Linked DNA regions of Mus musculus: region 1 is linked to region 2. The links are chromatin contacts, called in public Hi-C maps. All regions are on one chromosome and are shown on one strand. Each heading gives the region's core, a stretch centred on a gene start, on an enhancer-like site or on the middle of the called end of the contact. The rest is flanking DNA. Distances are from core to core; before and after follow the strand shown. Region 1 has its middle 11 kb from the start of Gm46735. Region 2 overlaps Ttll11 (tubulin tyrosine ligase-like family, member 11).

Evidence for each region. Hi-C and Micro-C count contacts between places; a contact is called where the count stands out from the background.
Region 1: a Hi-C map of cortical neurons shows a contact between it and region 2, with 4 times the contacts expected there. The contact joins two enhancer-like sites.

What each region holds. Positions count from the first base shown.
Region 1 is chr2:36,202,000-36,204,699 of GRCm38.p6, forward strand. No RefSeq gene overlaps it. Among named protein-coding and RNA genes, the nearest start is that of Gm46735, 11 kb to the left of the region's middle. Within about 2 kb of position 1,257, at least 85 of the 459 cell types and tissues checked have an H3K27ac peak or open chromatin away from gene starts, as enhancers often do. A contact at or near this core is called in cortical neurons, where this site is marked.
Region 2 is chr2:35,766,991-35,769,690 of GRCm38.p6, forward strand. The region is part of intron 9 of Ttll11 (tubulin tyrosine ligase-like family, member 11); the gene reads right to left. Among named protein-coding and RNA genes, the nearest start is that of 9030204H09Rik, 51 kb to the right of the region's middle. Within about 2 kb of position 1,346, at least 37 of the 459 cell types and tissues checked have an H3K27ac peak or open chromatin away from gene starts, as enhancers often do. A contact at or near this core is called in cortical neurons, where this site is marked.

The DNA of each region.
Region 1 (2,700 bases), core at 7-2,506, 430 kb after region 2:
GGACTTTGCAAAGTCTGCTCCTTCTACCCAGAATGCTCCAGACTGAAGTGACCACTGCCGCATGGTAGCCTTCCCTAGTTTTTAGTAGCCTTCCCTAGCTGAGTTAGTGAGACAGAAAGAGAAATCCCAGAGATTAGCACGCAAAAGGCGACATGGAGAGGTTGGGAGCCCTTAGTTTAAGAGAGCATTGTTAGCCAAGGGAGCAGCTCTGTAAAGCCCTAGTCGCCTGCACTTGGGAGGGGCGGGTACTTTGTAAATGACTCATAACTGAGGTCCTGCCTCACTTCTTTCTTGCCTCCGTGGAGCCAGATCACAACGGAGGAAAGGTTTCAGCAGCCTGGTTCCAGCAGCCTCTCGGCTCTAATAAACCATCGCCTTTCCTGTAACCATCCATGTCCCCGTACAGTTCATTGTAAAGGGGCATCGGAACCTGAGAAACCCAGCGCCTCATCTCCAGACTCAGATCCCGATCCGTTCTATCAGTGTCCACTGACAGCTGTCCTATGCCCCTGGACCTTCCGCCTCACCACAACGACCGATCTGATTGTGTGTAGCCTTTAGTTTTCCTTCTGCCCAGACCTTGAGTGCTGAGATGGCAGGAACCTTCTTAATCCCCCACAGCCTGCTCAGTGCCACGAAGGAAGCCTCACACATTGTCCATTTGGCAAGGACCTGCTGAATGAACAAATGGATTTAACAGTATTTGTCAGCTGCATAGGGTGGGTTTATCATTCATCAAACGCGTCTGCGTCTTGGTCCATGCTTGTTGAGTATCCTCTGAGGCTGCCTCCACAGGTTCCAGAGGTGAACCAGTCACCATACGGCTGCTGATCTCTCAGCCTGAAAGAAGAGACTGACATCCCCCAGGTAAAATCATAAGATAACGCCAAGTACAGGAAGACAAAGCCGACGCTAGAGTGGAGAGGGATGTCAGAGAACATCTCTCCCAGGTGACATCTCAGAGGGATGAGTCCTGGCTTCTGAGACACGACTCTCCCCTGCTTGTGGTTGGTTGGACCCAAGGAGCATCCAGGTGTGGCGAACCCGGATTCTCAAACCCTTCCCGTTGGAGCAAAGACTCAGGAGGGGGCCTTCTGTGCGGTGGGTGGGTGCGTGAGGCGGCGCGGAAACCTCAAGCTGCTCTTCGTAGCAGCTGTGACTGGGTTCTTTCTGCGTGGTGAGAGGCGGGTTGCTTTGTGCACCGAGGCCTCAGCTGATTGTGGCCAGGCGCTTGGCACCCACAGACCGCGACCGCCAGGGTTTACCGAGCACCCCCGGCGCCCGGGCGGGCCGTGCGCAGCGCGCCAGCCCAATCTCGCCTCCTATATTCAGAGTTGATTAGACGCTATTTCTGCCTGGATTTTTCAGAAGGCTCAAGAGCTTTTTTAATCACTACAGTGGCTCATTACGCTTTTGCAGTGACACTCATGTCCTTCAGTTCTCTTCTCAGATTAGATTCTATAGTCAGATGAATATTGGATGATTTCATTACATACAAATGCAATCAACAGTTTTGCATAAATTTCTTCTCTTTTCTTGAGTTTCAATTGACCCCAGCACCCGTGGTGGCAGGCGCGATCCACATGCAAATGAGCTGGGTTTGCAGCGGAGGGGAGGGGCTGAGAGGAGGCGGGCACTAGCTCCAGCCGGGGGAGGCGGCAGCCTTGATTGCTCAGGCTTTGGGAGAGGGGCTTCGAGGAGCCAGGGGTGGTGTGCGGTGGAGGGGGCTTGTGTCTAGCCTTACGCTGGCCCAGGACTCCCAGTCTGTTCTCCAGGTGATCCGAAGCATAGGCATGCAGACTATCTGGGCTCAAAATGGACAGTGGAGCCCCTGACCTGGGCACCTGGGCTCACGGCAGGATGCTAGAAGTGACTCGGTGGAGGTTCTTTTTAACAACATGTGTTTTACTGTTTTAGCAACTAGCTGGTGGGTCTCCCTGAGCATTCCTGCTACGTGGTGGCTCTGACCAGATGAGAGCCCACGGTGCTGTTGTTATTATCATTATAGCATCATTATTCCTTGTGGGAGCTTATGCTGTGGTTCTGAGAGCAATCAGCAAACGGTGAAAGCCAGCCTAAGGCACTTGGCAGAGTTGAAACCTGTCTCATAGTTGTTCTCCCCGTCTCTTTCTCGATTTCTCCAGCTCTTTTGTGATGAAGGAAGACTCTTAAGGAGTTGAGCCTCTCGAGACTCCTACAGACTCTTACAGATGTTTGGCAACTCTGTTTCCCTCGGACTGGCCAGCTCTTTCAATGCAGAGCTCATTTCTGATTCACAGGATCCCTTGATGAATGGAGGCATTCTGCACCCTGCCCCAGAAGCACCTGTCTGTCTGCACCTGGGCTCTGAGTCTCTCAGCCCATCTCTCCTTGCTCTCCTGCCTGTGATAGCCCTGAGGTCAGCAGGTAGCAAGCCGGACATGGGAGCTGAAATCACCTTCCCTAGAGCTAAACAGAGTCTCTAAGACTGACTTGAGTTTCTCATCAGAGTTTGCCTCCAGGTGTTCCTAGTGGCCATGATGAATCCTAGATCTGGGTGAAATCAGCACCATGATGGAGGCCACAGGGGGTGGAGATGAAAGGGGACCTAGCTGTACAGTTTAACCTGCCACAGAGACAGCAAGCTTCTGGTATCCCAGAATGCAGGCCTGGATGTGTCCCACCTCACTTCCTTCTGGCAAGGTCTTTAGAAAATCTCCT
Region 2 (2,700 bases), core at 96-2,595:
GAGACCAGGTCAGCCCTGCATTCCCCTGACTGAAACTCAGGAGGGAATCCACACTCTCCTAAGTCCCTCATCCCTTTCTCTAGTGGGTTTGAACAGCAGTGTTCCCTTCCTACCATTCCACCCCATTCTGTCTCCAGAACACTCTCTAGGCCTACAATGCCCTGTCCCTGCATCCCGCCTGGTGACTCGTTGCATCTTTCTAATCTCAGTTGCTATTGACCATAGTGAGTTTATTTTTTTCAGTTGCACCTCCCTGATCCACCTCCTGAGAGAAATCACTCTATGCTATGCTCATTGAAAGGTATTTTCTTTTACAGAATTATATCTATCTATCTATCTATCTATCTATCTATCTATCTATCTATCTATAATACTTAGGTTACAGGAAGTTTTCTGTGTTACATGTCTGCCTGGCTGCTCTGAGCAACACCTGTGTGACACACAGCACAACTGTCATCCTACTTGGGCTATCAGTCACTATGCATGAAGACGGGAAGTGCCTCAGGTAGGCTCTGTGTGTGTGTGTGTGTGTGTGTGTGTGTGTGTGTGTGTGTGTGTGTATGTATGTATGTGTAACCAATGTGTCTGGCCTGGAGAAGACACCTGTGAATTAAGCTCCCTTCCTGATTTCATTAAGTCACCAGAGGGACCCAAGCTTGATGGGACAGCGTGTCCCTTGCAGGGCAGCTGCATAGACTCCATACACCCATGTGGTGGCCCTCTACACCCCAAGATGGTGGGTGGTGCCCTTTTACCTAGCTGCACCTTTGAGAATTTAGAGAAGCTGAAGGCTGGGCCTCGGGGGAGAAGGTGGGCTGTAGGGGTGATGTCCACTCACAAGGGGTCCCAGCCCTGTCCTCAAGGAGACAACCCCGAGGCGCTCTTCAGAGCCTGCCTGTCACTTGAGAGGTGAAAGGAGGTAGATCAGTGTCAGAAGATGGAGCAGTGGGTTCCAGCTTGACTCGCATTAGAACGTCACATGGAGCTCAGAGGCAGGAAGGGAAATGCTCCTTTATGCTGGAGTTTATTTTTGTCACCCTGTCAGAGAGAAATTGCAGCCCTGGGGGCATTGGAGCTGCACAGAATTACCCAAAACATTAACATGCAAATTGCCTTCTTTAGAGAAGGTAATTTTATTAGTGCACGAAAATCTGAAAAACCAGTTTCTTTCTTGTACGGTGCCTGGGCACAATCCTGTCCTGGAGCGCACTGGGGAAAGTGAGGAGAGACTTGAACTTTAGGATTTTGTCATCTTCTCTAGTCACACACCCTTAGCATGGCAGCTGGTGGCTGCCAGGTGGTGCTGCCCGGGATGGAGAGAGCAAGTGACTGCCTCGAGATCCATCCCACGTGCCTCAGAGAGCCCGAGGAGTGCCTAAGGAGTGCCTGGAAACCACTGTGGGGACTGGAAGCCTCCGCTCTGAGAACCAAGAGCCGCCTGTTCCTGTGGACGCTTAGTCACATCTATTTTAGAGCACATCTACTTCACAGAACTAAGTCACAGGCCCCCAAAGAGAACCAGGATCTGGCAGGAAGGCACTTGTGGGTATCAGAGGGGAGGGAAGGGAAGGGGAGGGGAGGGGAGAGGAGGAGAGGGGAGGAGAGGGGAGGGGAGGGAGTGCTGGGGCTGATATCAGGGATGGGCACTGCAGGAACTCTTAGGCAGGAAGGGTTTCACAGGGTCTGGTCAAGGCTGTTAAAATGGTGGGAATGGGAGGAATTCCGGGCAGGCAGAAACATCTGAGCAGGGGGGTAGAGATGGGGACCAGCAGTCTATAATAAAGGTGCCCATGGCAGGGGAAAATGGTGGAGGGATGGGGGATGGGAATGCAGAGAGTGCAGACAGCCAGCAGAGGTGCCTTCAAAGGCTGCTCTTTCACTCTGCTGTTGCCCAGTTTGTAACCTGTAGAGCTTGCTTAGAACAGAAAGAAAGAATTCCATGCCCCATGGGATTTTAGGAGGGAGGGGGTTTTCCCAGCCCAAGGGTGCCAAAATGACAGAAGGTTCTATGAGGCTGCGATTACATAAGGCTCCCTCCTCTTTTTAAGCAGTGAACAGGAAAAGCAGGGGCAGAGACGCCCACAGCCACCAAGAAGCTGCTGGGTGATGTCAGGTCTGCCCCAGCAGGGATGTGCACTCTTCCTGGGAGGCTCCACAACCTCCCTCACCCTCACCTGGATGGCAGCTGTGGCGCATAGCCATGGTGGGGGTACAGGGAACTTCTGAGAGACTCAGTGGTTGTCTTTTCTGAAGCCCAAGGGGGTAATGGTGTTGCTATTGGCATTTGGAGCTGAGTAGCTCTTTGCTGGGGCTGCCCAGGACATCATGGGGGTTTAGCAGTATCCCCAGCCACTGCCTGCTAGATGCTGGTGACAGTTCTGCCCACAGTGGTGACCAGACACGCTCACACCCTGGGAGAACTTGGGGCTCGGGCTTTAAGCCCTGTGACTTTCTGTTCCAGTGGAATGAATGCACACTTGAGAAGGAAACCTTGGCACTGTGCTCTCTGCTGGAGACCTTGGTCTAGCTGGGACCCTCCGAGAGCCCACGTGCAGACCGATCAGATAGCACTTTTGAGTTTTAGGACGCCCAGCTTTATCGCAAGATTCCACAGAAAGCCTCTGCCAGTGATTCGTGAGACACATTCATGGTAGGTGCTGACTGATGGAGCTGAGTGTGCCCAAGTTCCAGGTGGGGGCC